3 separate regions of the Mus musculus genome follow, and regions 1 and 2 are each linked to region 3. The links are chromatin contacts, called in public ChIA-PET and HiChIP or PLAC-seq maps. All regions are on one chromosome and are shown on one strand. Each heading gives the region's core, a stretch centred on a gene start, on an enhancer-like site or on the middle of the called end of the contact. The rest is flanking DNA. Distances are from core to core; before and after follow the strand shown.

Region 1 (3,953 bases), core at 648-3,147, 320 kb after region 3:
TAGCACCCCCTACTGACACAGAAGCTACACTGCTAGCTAATTTAGCCAAAAGTACCTCGCCTCTTCGGAGTTTTCTCCTTACTTCCTATTTTGTCAAATAACTAGTATAATTCATTAACACATTCTGAATGTTTACTTAAAATTACTATGTTAATTTGAATCACATTTTTAGATATCAAAGATAAAAATAAAGTTAAACTATAAGATAAAATAAAAAAATAAATATAAAAATAAAAGATAAAAATAAAGTTTATTATAGAACCTAGAAAAATACGAAAGCAAAAAATTAAATTTTATTCCACAAGCAATTCATTTATACCATGATTTATTTTACTGATCACCCAGTAATGTTCATTTTCTTGGCATATATATTTTTGCATTTCTTGATCATTTAACTTAAAATAATGCTATCTCAGGCTGAATAAATACCTCAATGGTTAAGAACATTTGGTTTCACAACTGCTTGTAACTGTCTTGCTCCAGGGGACCCAGTATAGTGTTCTGGCCTCTGCAGGCTCCCACACACATGTGGCATACACACACATAGATACACACATATACATAAACAGCTAAAAGTAATGCTCTTTCCTGGCTTAACTTTTTGTTCTTTTATTTATTTATTTTGGTGTGCACACATGGTGCTCCCGTGGAGGGGAGAAGACAACTGAGTTGATTCTCTCCCTCTGCCATGTGGGTCTTGGGGATCCGAGTCAGGTCATCAGGATGGGCAGCAAGGACCACACCTGCTTGATATCAGCGAACATTTTATATTTTCTTGAATGCATAACAGCTGTGTCAAAGTGTCAAATTATACTTGAGAAAACCTAAAGTGGATAATGCTTCTATCCATGTGCTACAAAGGAAGGCCATTTTCACATTTTCTGGGGAGTCAAAAATGTATTGCTTTGTCAATTTTAGATGCATAAAACTTGTTACTGAAAAGATAGTATTTCGGAGTTCTGGAGTATTTCTACTTAACTTCAGACTTCTAATTGGGTTCCTTTGGTTGGGTGTTGTGTGCCTTTAATCCGAGCACACGGAGAGCAGAGCCTGGCAGAGCTCGCTCAGTCCGAGACCAGTCTAGTCAACAAGCACTACACAATGGACCCAGGCTCACTGTCTCAAAATGTTTCTGTTGATTTATCAACATTTCTTTAATTATTTTGAGCACATGGCCTCTGTGTAACAGGCTCAGTGCTGGATATCTTAGGAATGGTTTTTGTCACCTTTTTTCCCCCTAAGAATGGGCCATTGTATTCCACTTTTTAGTATGTCTTATATCTTGAGGGTTTTTTGTGTTTTGAAAACTCATTTTTTCTTTTCTTTTAAAAACTGGATATTTCAATACCACCATGTGAATAACTCTGGAAAACAGACTCCTGATTCAGTCTGTGTACTTGCCTGATAGGAACAGCAGTCACCTGCCCATTTAGAGACTTTTCCAGACTGTTAGCCCAGAGACTATTCCTCTCCTGTCTGGTAACTGAAGTCTTCACTGTGGTATTCAACAGTCAGCCAATGACCTGACATAGCCAAACAGAAAGACAACGGCTACCATCCAACCTCTGCCCAGCTGGCTGTGCCTGGGGCACTCCCGTAACACCAAAGCACCACCATCAGGAACTCTGATGTGGCCTCTCCAGTTTGTGAATCACCCACAAGCCACCATCGACAGATGCTGCCTATCTTCCCTGGTCTCCTCATGTGTGTCTGACGCTGGCTTGTATGGTATAAACGATGGATTCCTCAGGAAAAATGAGAGCCCACTAAAGCCCTTGTTCTTTATCTCTCTTCCCCTCTTTCCTAGGTTTCTTTGGGATCAGTCTACTCCCTCCTTCATCTGCCACCCCTCACTCAATTGACTGCTGGTAGCCATTTGAGGAAGGAAGGCAGGCAGGCAGGCAGGCAGGCAGGCAGGCAGACCTTTTCGGTTAAGCACAAGCTTCCTTTCACATTCTTAACGAGCTGCAGGCAATGCATTTTAGGAAAACAGAACAACTGCCAATCAGCTTCCTACTCACAGATGCTCATTCCTCATTTTGCTAGAATACTACTATGATAAACCTGAGGTATATGTTATACAAACTCAGCATGCGTGCACAGTATCTATCAACGTCAACTGCTATAGGCAGGGTTCAGAGCAGAGCTGGCAGAGTGCTTGTTAGACATGCACAAAGCCCCAGCCCCACAAAGGCTGGCCACAACCCTGGCCAGAGTTTATCCCTAAACAGGGACAAGGGAAGGGAAGGGAGGAAAACAAATGCATGGACCAAAGACAAGCTAGAAGAGGACCACCCATAGCACACTCCCGTAAGTAACTCCAGTGAACTCACTGGCTAAGCAAGACCGACCTGGGTGGATCCTTTCCTTGGTCTGTTTACACTGTCATCTGGGGTGAGTAGATGTTTGTTTTGTGTTTCTCCAGGGGAGGGGGAAAAAAAATCACACAGCAAGTACTTCCCAATCAGCACTGTAAAAGCTGCCCTGGGCCCACGGTCCGCACTAAGAGCCACAAAGCAGCAGCTTCCAGCCTCCTTCTGATCGGAAATAAGATCATGAAGAGGTGGAGCTGGGAAAGGGGATTCTTGACAACTAGGTATTCAAGACCAAGGAGCACGCTCAAGCAACCCCTACACAAAAATGACCAGAACAAGAAAGAGTCTAAGCCTAAGGTAAGATTTCACTTAAGCACATTACAATTAGGGCTCCAAGAGCCCACAGTTCTGGACTCAAAGGCCTTAGTGGGAAGCTTATTATTCCACTAAACAGACATCAAGCTGCCCCCTAAATCTTTAGACCCATCAACTGTTTTTGTGCAGCTCTGAGACCTCCTGTGAGAAGTTTCGTCATGCAGTTAATGCTGAAACTCACAACTGGTTAACTAACATGAAGAAAGTGTCTGTGGTGTGCCCAGCCACAAATGGGACAGCTGTGTAACACTCCTTTCCCCAAAGGCTCCGGACCGTTGTGAAATAGGGGACAAAAAGACTGTAAGAGCCAGAAGTTGGGGAAGACTGGAGTGCAGCAGTGTCTTCTAGTCCTTCTTGGACAACTGCATTAATGGGCACAAGGCAATTGTGGTTATCTACACAAGATAGGTCTGCAGAAGAGCAAGCCAACTGACACTCCAACCTGCATGCAGGGCTCATGGACTCCCACTTTAGCTAAGGAGCCACTTCCACCGATGCTTCTAGGCGGGGAGAGTCCATTTTCTTTGTGAATGGAGCCCCCGGAGGCTGACCACGCTGCAGAGGACAGCCGCCCAAACCCTCAGTATAGGAACAGTACAAACTGGGCTTAGTAGGCTACTTGAAAATACTTCTTAAGGGGCTTAGAGAGATGGTTCGAGCAGTTAAGAGTGCTGGTGTTAAGAGTGCTCGTTACTCTTTAGAAGACCTGAGTTCGATTTCAAGCACGTGCATAGCAGCTCACAACTGTCTGTAGGTCCACTTTCAGGACATCTGGCACCCTCACACAGACAAAACACCAATGCACATGAAATAAAAAACAAATCGTTTTTTAAAAAGTCCTTTTAAAACTTTCATAGCCAGGAGGCGGTGGTCTACACCTTTAATCCCGGAGTTCAGCAGGCAGAGGTAGGTGTATTTCTGTGAGTTCAATGCCAATCTGGTCTACACAGCTAGTTCCAGGACAACCGAGGCTACACAAAGAAGCCCCATCTCAAAAAATAAAAAAATAAATATAAGTAAATAAATAAATGTAAAAGATAAAATAAAATTTAAAATATAGAGCCCAAGAACATACCTTTTAGCAACACCCAAAGAGCGCTCATGTACACTAAATTTGGGTAACTTGATTATTGTAATGTTCAAACAAAGTATCAATCAAAATAACAAAAAGTTAGAGTAATTTATGTCATATTATGTCATATTCAATTTACATCATATTAGGGGGTTATCTTCAAGGAATTCATGGCTCTTCCCAAATAGCAA
Region 2 (4,477 bases), core at 1,385-3,884, 340 kb after region 3:
CCTGTAAGATATTTTCTTAATTACTGACTTAAGTGGAAGGTCTCAGCCCATTTTGGGTGGTACCATCCCTGGGCTGGTAGTACTGGCTTCTATAAGAAATCAGGCTCAGAAACCCAAGGGAGCAAACCAGTAAGCATCTCTCCGTGGCCTCTGCATCAGCTCCTGCCCCCAGATTCCTACGATGTTCAAGTCCCTGTCCTGACTTCCTTTGATGACGAACAGTGCTGTGGAAGTGTAAGCCAAATGAACCCTTTCCTCCTCTTACTTTTTTGGTTGTGGTGTTCCATCAAAGCAATAGTAACACTAACTAAGACAACGGCCATGGAAGGAGATACAGGGACAAAGTGTGGAGCAGAGACTGAAGGAAAGGCCATCCAGAGATTGACCCAGCCCATATACAGACACCAAACCCAGACACTATTGTGGATGCCAAGAAGTGCTTGCTGACAGGAGCCTGAGATAGCTGTCTCCTGAGAGGCTCTGCCAGTGCCTGACAAATAAAGAGGTGGATACTCACAGCCATCCATTGGACTGAGCACAGGGTCCCCAATGGAGGGGTTAGAGAAAGGACTGAAGGAGCTGAAGGGGTTTGCAACTCCATAGGAAGAACAACAATATCAACAACTAGTACCCCCCAGAGCTCCCAGAGAGGGACTAAACCACCAACCAAAGAGTACACATGAAGGGACCCATGGCTCCAGCCGCATATGTAGCAGAGGATGGCCTTGTCTGGCATCAATGGGAGGAGAGGCCCTTGGTCCTGTGAAGGCTCGATGCCCCAGTGTAGGGGAATGCCAAGCTGGAGAAGCAGGAGTAGGTGAGTGAGTGGGGGAACACCCTTAAAGAAGCAGGGGGAGGGGATGGGGATAGGGGGTTGTCAGAGGAGAAACCAGGAAAGGGGATAACATCTAAAATGTAAATAAAGAAAATATATAATAAAAAATTAAAAAAAAAAAAAGGACAAAAGCCAAGACAAAATTAGAGAAGAGGAGATAGGAAGACGGTAAGGGCCAGAGGATCAGGACACCTAATGGACAATACTGTCTTCTAGACATGACTGCAGCCATGAAGTCTAAACAGTATGGTAGTCTACACCTGTATACCAACCAGTCCACATGCCAATGTGGATGAGGAAAAATTTCATCACATCCTACCCCTAAATGAAGAGCTACAAGACGGGCAATGGCTGTTGAGAGGAAAAATACATTTTCTGCAGAAAGGAGCCTCTGATAGTTATGCAGTCTGGAGTGATTGGCATATAAGCAATCCTAAAGGAACTCAGTAGGCTGTGTACAAACACAACAGTACATTTTGTATACACACAGCAACAACAACATCACACATGAAGGCGATATATGCCTTTATTACCAGGACTCTGAAGTTACAGGCAGGCAGATCTCTGTGAGTTCAAGGCCAGCTGGATCTACATATTGAGTTTGATATCAGCCAATGGTGTACAGTGAGACACTGTTAGAAACAAAACGTAAAAAACAAAACTAAGAATAATTACAGAACAGGTCATGACTTCAAAGGAGGGGGTGTGGGAGGAGTAGGGGAGGGTAGATGATCAGGGAAGAAATGAAGCAAATGTACTATACTCATGTATAAAATTCTCAAAACATTTAAATTAAAACAAAGAATGTAGTTAGGATTATAGAAAACTAGTATGTGCTTTCTAATTTCCATTATTATACTTATATTTTGTGCAAAGGGGAAATTAATATATTTTAATTTATAAATTATCATACACTCACAACTGTCAGTAAGAGTATACTTTGCTGAGTTGTAGACAGAAATAATTCTGTAGTGCCAGCTCCCATTGAGTTGCACAGGATGTGACTCTGGGCCTTTAGCTGTGCTGTAGGATGTGGACCTGGGATGTGTTCACCCTCCTCCTCCCTTGGCTTTTGAGCTGAGGGCCTCTTAAGGTGGCTGTATCACCATTTCCTTGTTTACAGACCTCCCTTCCGAATACTCACCCACCATGTGAGGACAGGGAGACAATTTATTTCCTGCCTGTACAGTTTTTTAAATAGTAATAGTGTTTCAGAAAGGTGATTTAGAGAATAAAACAAAGCAAGCTGAGAAAGTGAAACATGGGGGCTGGAGAGATGGCTCAGTGGTTAAGAGCACTGACTGCTCTTCCAGAGGTCCTGAGTTCAAATCCCAGCAACCACATGGTGGCTCACAACCATCATCAGCAATGGGGTCCGATGCACTCTTCCGGTGTGTGTCTGAAGACAACTACAGTGTACTCATATAAAAAAAATGAATAAATAAACAAATCTTTAAAAAAAAAAAAAGAAAGTGAAACATGTAGTTTCTTTGTTACAAACAAGCCTTTAAGCCACATTCCTTCAAGCAGACATTAGCTAAGGTGTGGGTGCTTTGGATAGACAGCATTTATTAAGGCAGATGAACAGCTTTACAGAGAAAATGATTCATGATAAGTCTCTCTTACTAGCATTTGAGACAAATTCATAATATTAAACCACTGTTAAAAACATACATATTAAAGCATGAGTTAGCCAGGTGTGGTAGTGCCTGTGTGTGAGCTAAACACTTAAGAGTGTAGCAAGGGTCTGTTCCAAGTTCAAGGCCAGCCAGGGCTCTCTATCAAGACGCTGTCACAAAACAAACAAGTAAAGCACTATCCATGCTGTATTTCAGTTTGCAGAGTAGAACAAGAATACAGTTAGGCTGCAGATGGAGTTATTTTAAAATAAGAATTTAGTAAAGTATGTAACAAGATGTTATTAATTTTATCATTAACAAAAATAGAAATACATAATCATTTTGTAATAAATTCTGGCTTTTTGTTAAGGAAATTTTTATGCTCCATTTCAGTTAAAACATTCACGAGCTTGTTTTTCTGACTTAGTACACTAAAGTCATGTGATCTTTTTGACATTTTTTAAGAAACCACATGCACCTGGGTTGTGTTAAATGTCAGACCCTTATCTCTCTGTAAAACAAATTATCTAAATTCTTTCAACCCTTGAAAGCATTTTAAACCACAGAGGAGTTGAGAAAATGTATTTCCATTGTTTTAAGGAAGTACCTGGTCAAACGTACCATGTTTTTCACATTCATACCATAACAGTATCCCCTAAAAGTGTTGTTTTTCTGTTACTAAAAGATGTATTAGAAACAAAATACTCGCTAATGTGATACAGTGGCTGTCTTTGCCTAGATTTTAATATGGATTTACAGAGTGGATGGAAATACGTAAAATGGAGCCTAGCACTAACTGAACAGTCCCTGTTTACCAGTGCACTAGCAAAGGCTTTGTAAACTGTCAACATTCGCTTCTTTGCTGTTCATAGTAGAAAGCACTCAAGAACTAATTTGCCAGCTAAGCAACAGTGGCCTACACCTGTAATCCCAGCACGCACGGCCTTCAGACAAGCGGGTCACTCTGCAAGATCCTGTCAAAACAATCACATTTCCACTCATCTGGATGTGCAACTTGGTTTTTATGGGGGTCTCAAACAACTGGAACCAGGTGGGGGGAGGGGGTTTGCTATGCCAAAAGCTGTTGCCTGTATGTGGGATATGTTCTTCTAGATGGGCTGCCTTGTCTGGCCTCAGTGGGAAAGGAAGTGCTGAGCCTCACAGAGACTTAAAATGCCAGGATGGGGGGATACCTAGCCCCCCACCCCCACCCCGCCCCAGCTCAGAGAAGGGAAGGGGGCAAGAAATGTGTGAGGGGTGACCAGGAGGGGGCAGTAAGCAGAATGTAAAGTGAGTAAATTTAAAAAAAAAAACCTAAATTAAATTAAAAACAAACCACATTTTGCTTTCACTCTACTTGCAAAAGACAGATAATCAAGTGGGCCTCATTCCAGCAAAGCAACTCACTTATATGTGTCACTGGGTCAAGATAAAAAACAAAACAAAAACTTAAATAACAGCATTTGTTTCCTCAGGTTCTACCTCCCCACTTCCATATGACTTCATCTTTACCTATGTAACCACTCCCAAGTTAAATTTTAGCCTTTATTTCTGATCTTCAACACATTTCCATTTCCCCCAAAGATACCTAAAAACTCAAACTCTATATTGCTCCACCAGAATCTCTTATTCCTCTGGCCCTCTATCTCTTACAGGGTAGCCACCCTCTATCTCTTACAGGGTACCCACCCTCTATCTCTTACAGGGAAGCCACCCTGCTCAGCCCCTCCTAGAACTATGCCCCACGCCTCCCCCAATGGCCGCCTCAGTGCTTCTCTTAAATCCTACCCTCATTAACAAAGGACCTTTCAGAAACAGCCTCACTGGCCACCCTCTACAAGTCCCAATCTCCTCCTGTTTCCTCTTCTCTCACAACGAACTAGAGCACGTTCCTCACGGATAATCACTTCCTCCTCCTGTCCCACTCAGGGTTTCTGGTGCGTTGTTTTCTTTTGTTACAGGGCAAGGCAGTCAGCATGGTTGCTCCACAGTTCTGAGGCACACCCAGAATACCAGGCCAGAC
Region 3 (4,566 bases), core at 1,150-3,649:
CATTTCAGTAATTTTCCATTCATTGTTTAGCCTTTCCTGATCCCTGAGCACAGGAAAGGTCATTTATTTTTGTTTCTGGATTTCTATTCCAGCAAATGACACTTAATAGTAGCTAAATAAATGCTATTTGAAGGACTGAATGAATAAATGAATGTTCCAATGAATTATCCCACAGAGAAGTTCTACTTCTCCCTACTCAGCTTATCATAGAACTTTTGTAATTCTGAGGCATATATGTCTGCTTCAAATTACATATGTACTTTTAAAATTATTTAGTGGGGATGGGGCAGTCCTTTACCCAGGACTGCCAATGTATTGATGGGGAGATCATGGGACAAATTTTCAGTTCTTTCCTTCCACTGTGTGGATGATGGGGATTGAACTCGGGTCTCCAGGTTTAACAGTGAGTACCTTCACTCACTGAACCATCTCACTGGCCCCAAACTCCATATCTTTCTCAAGGCAAAGGCATTCCTAAGCCTTAGTAAGGCATTTAATCTTCCATGAAATCTTGAGCCAAACTTAGTTCTGAAGTACATTAGGAACACTGGATATCAGAGTTTAATGTGCTTCATCAATGGATCACAAAACGTTAAGCATTTGTTTAAGGGAATGAGTTACTTATAGAACAGCAGGCAGTTTTCAAGCTAAGGGGGCAACATGTATTATGAACCAACCATCCACAAGTAACCAAATATGCGTGAGTGGCCATGCTGAGAACTTCATCAGTGTTCTGAATATAGAGTACCTGAGTTTCCACAGCCTGCTGAGAGGAGTTTCAACTTCTTGACATATACATTTTGGTTGTTCCGACTAATCATCAGGGTAGAACTTTGGAGTTAGCCTTGCTAGGCAGGTGATTCCTTCTGCAGAGACAATTCTAATCCTATGGTGTTGGATTGCTTCTTGGTGTTTGGATGGCTGATCACTCCTGGAATATATGGGAAGTCAGGTCAAAGCAGAGGCAACAATAAGGTGATCTTTCATTTACCTTTTAGGGGGAACTAGCCAGTATTCTTACAGCCTGAAAAAGTCATTGAAACTTCCCAGAGATGGTCAACTCAGCCCTAGGAAACAATTTAGGACTTTTCACGTGGCTTTATTACCACATATGATCACAGAACTTTCCTAACAAGGAAAGGCAGGCTCCTGTGTTTCTTATTTTTCAGAAAGGGAAATATATATAGGGGGTAAGAAGGGCATTTCCCAAAACTCTGCAGCAGCCATATGAATTAGATGGGCACATGTGTATACTTGTATCACTGGACCACTTCTTAGGCTCTTTGAAAAGCCTCCCTCCTCCAAAGTAAAACAATACTCTTTTCAGGGTTAAGATGGCCTCAAGCTTTCCACTCTATGCTTAAAGAATTACAAATAATATGATTTCCAAAATTTTCTAAATGTAGCCAATGGTGTATTATTTTCTAAATGTACAAGTGGGATATGAATGCTAGAGTAATTTGACCATAATATCCACTTTGAAATATAGATTGAGTGTGTAATTTGGCAGAAGAACATGAATGAAGCTCTGGATTTTGCCTCCTGCAAACTTTTAAAAAATGTGTTTGGGTATGTGTGTGTATGTGCATATACATACATACATACATGTAAATATACATATATGTGAATTCTTATTTAACTAGAGAAAAATACTTTTATTTGTTAAGATATAGAAATTTTTAGTTCCCATTCTTTCTCCTCATATTTCAGTCTTAAAATCATTGTATTTCATTTTTAGAAATGTTTTATTTCTCTGTGAAAGTGTTTTATATAAATAAACACACTGGTAAAACTGCTATTGCTAAGTAAACCATTTCACTGGCCCCCATTTCTTCATTCTTGAAGAGAAAAAAAAAAGGAAGTCTGGCCAAATAAAATGACTGTCTTTTTAAATTCCTTGGAATCAGAGGAAAATAACTGGGCCACTAATAATGACTACATCCATACACAGCATGAGGTTTCTTGTTTTCAGTCTGAATAGTCATGAATGGGATGTTTCATGAATGGGAGACCTCCACGGTTTCAGAGTGAATTTGACACCTGTAGTCTGGACCAGAGGTCAAATTTCCCATTGTGGATTGGCACGATGATTGTCAGGAAGGTTCCTTAGGTGTTCTGAGGTCTTAGGGTCTTACTGCTCCTCTAGAGGGAAATCCCTGTGGTCAGATAAAGAGGTTCCTCGGAAAAGAAAGAACGCTGTTTAATTACATTGGCACAAATGGAAACTGAAGAATCAAACGAACAAAGTGTTTCTAAGAAGGGCATTTGCTTTGGTTTTTACGTCTGCCCCCTGTGGTTTCGCTTTCCATTTCTGTGGCATTTGGTTGAGGTGATTGTGCCTGAATAGTTCCTGCTCATGGCCTTCTAACAAGAAACCCTGGAAACCACTGAGGACTGGAGGCTAAATGAGCCCAAAGGAAGAAGCCAGCTCCTAGCTGCCCGTCCAGCTGTAGTGAGGTCTCCCTGCTCCCTCCCCTATGGCTGGCTAAACTTCCTGCCACTCTAAGCCTAGGATCCCCACTGGCTTGTAGAGGTTTTTGCTTAAAAGGTCCAGCGATGTTTCAAGCCTGAAACATTGGGACTTACATTTGACACCTTTATTGTCTTTTACCAGTTCAAATGCAGTGGCCACCAGCCCCTGCTGTTGCTTCTTCTAAATGAATCCCATACACTTCACCTAGGCAGGCCGAGGACCAGTGCCGTCTGGACATTGTTCTTTCTCACCAGGACTGCTATAAAACCTTCCCAAAGTGCTACCCTCTATGTTAGTCACCTCTTGCCCATCCTTGACACTGTCCTTTATGGCCTTTCAAAAATGAAAACACGGGTGGTGGTGGCGCACACCTTTCATCCCAGCACTCAGGAGGTAGAGGCAGACAGATCTCTGAGATCATGGCCAGCCTGGTCTACAGAGTGAGCTCCAGACAGCCAGGGATACACAGAGAAATCCTGTCTCCATTAAAATTTAAAAAAAAAAAAAGCACACACATAAACAGAAAACCCACAAATACTTATTTTTTCACTCCTGTAGTGGCTCTGGCAACTAAGGCAACTACAGAAAAGGATGACTCACCAGACGCTGGTTAAATCTCCACACCTAACTTTGCTTTACAGCCTGGTGCAGTTTTTGGAAGGCTGGATAGAAACCCACATAATCCTTCATTTCTTTTCAAAGAACACCAAAAAGTGTGGGCATAATTCTCAAACATAATTCTCAGTCAGCCCACTCAGACAGGCCACCTTTTCATACCTATATTGTATTCCATTTAGAGACAGTGGTTTATTTAATTCATTTCTTGTTAATGTCCATTTCTGCAAATGTCCCAGAGGCAAAATAATAATAATAATAATAATAATAATAATAATAATAATAATCCAGAACAGAGAATACACATCAGTCATTTGATGGTATTGCTGAATTTTGTTCTAAGGGAACTTCATAAAATACAACCGTACTAACCAACAATTGTGAGACTCAGAGTCAACCTGACCTTGGGCCAGAGCGACATTACCCTGGACAGCGTTCTTATCTGCTTTGGGAAGCCCTCACATGCCCACGGGTGCCCCCATCTAACCCCCTGAATCTTACTTGCAAGGCTCTGGCCTCTGTGAGTCAGGGAGGCGTGGCCTCTGTGGGTCAGGGAGGCGTGGACCCCTGGGATCTTTCCTGATCTCCCTCTATATATGCTCAGATGGCTGCATACGTGGAGAGCTTTGCAAGCCCAATTCCCTAGTTGTCACACTTTGTAACTTTCCCCAACAAAGATTCCTTAAGTCACTGAGGCTCTGGACTTCTCTTTACACCTGCCATGGCAGTCTTCCTCTGCAATCTGGCAGGAAGTGGGTTCACCTTGAAGACAACTCAAATAATTTAAACTCTGACCAACTACAGCACTCCCTCACAGGGAAGGAACTGCTTTTCAATTTCTAATCTGCTCTTGGTCAAGTTCCAGAACCCAGCCCTAGGGAGATGTTGCTGTATGGACAGAAATTATGATTACTCAGTATTTGGCTGTAGTTCTTGCTTAGGGATATGGGCATTAGATATTATAGAATATTTTGAATAGCTTGATCATTTAGAAATACATGTTAATCCCATTTGAGAGACTGAAACATACTTACAGCTCTTATCACCTTGGATCTCATTTTCATATGACATAAACTTAGGTCAATACCTGATATATTTAATCGCTAAGATCAAGATTTAGATCTAGGACAATGGCTCAGTGGGAAGATATTTCTTTCTCTGCAAGCATGTGGACCTGGGTTCTAATCCATACACCCATGTAACAAGCCAAGCATGGTTGTACATTCATCCCTGTAGCCTGAGCACTAAGAGGTGGAGACGAGAGCTTTTTGCCAGCCAGCCTAGCCAAACCACCTCAACTGAAACATACTCATCTACCAGGCAGCTCGTGAGCTTCAGGAAGCTAATTAAACCACCAAGCCTACTCTTTCCTCTGGAAAATAGTGTTAATAATAATATCTATCCCCTGGAGTTATTTTAGGAAATGAAAGACTTGTGTATGACGTACTTAGAACATTGTTCCATATATTAATTACTGA

The links. ChIA-PET counts read pairs in DNA pulled down with a chosen protein or histone mark. HiChIP or PLAC-seq counts read pairs in DNA pulled down with a chosen protein or histone mark.
Region 1: a contact with region 3 is called in an H3K27ac HiChIP or PLAC-seq map of the HPC-7 cell line, with 7 times the contacts expected there. The contact joins two enhancer-like sites. A contact is called at or near these places in 24 of 484 Hi-C or Micro-C datasets (B cells, the C2C12 cell line, CD4 T cells and 17 more) and 1 of 115 datasets of contacts at active chromatin or transcription factors (the HPC-7 cell line).
Region 2: a contact with region 3 is called in an RNA polymerase II ChIA-PET map of memory CD8 T cells, with 107 read pairs. The contact joins two enhancer-like sites. A contact is called at or near these places in 1 of 484 Hi-C or Micro-C datasets (liver) and 1 of 115 datasets of contacts at active chromatin or transcription factors (memory CD8 T cells).

What each region holds. Positions count from the first base shown.
Region 1 is chr3:68,954,689-68,958,641 of GRCm38.p6, forward strand. All of the region lies in intron 8 of Ift80 (intraflagellar transport 80), which reads right to left. Among named protein-coding and RNA genes, the nearest start is that of Ift80, 48 kb to the right of the region's middle. Within about 2 kb of position 1,898, at least 47 of the 459 cell types and tissues checked have an H3K27ac peak or open chromatin away from gene starts, as enhancers often do. A contact at or near this core is called in the HPC-7 cell line and Th2 cells, where this site is marked.
Region 2 is chr3:68,971,882-68,976,358 of GRCm38.p6, forward strand. The region is part of intron 5 of Ift80 (intraflagellar transport 80); the gene reads right to left. Among named protein-coding and RNA genes, the nearest start is that of Ift80, 30 kb to the right of the region's middle. Within about 2 kb of position 2,635, at least 37 of the 459 cell types and tissues checked have an H3K27ac peak or open chromatin away from gene starts, as enhancers often do. A contact at or near this core is called in memory CD8 T cells, where this site is marked.
Region 3 is chr3:68,635,797-68,640,362 of GRCm38.p6, forward strand. No RefSeq gene overlaps it. Among named protein-coding and RNA genes, the nearest start is that of Il12a, 53 kb to the right of the region's middle. Within about 2 kb of position 2,400, at least 45 of the 459 cell types and tissues checked have an H3K27ac peak or open chromatin away from gene starts, as enhancers often do. A contact at or near this core is called in the HPC-7 cell line, Th2 cells and memory CD8 T cells, where this site is marked.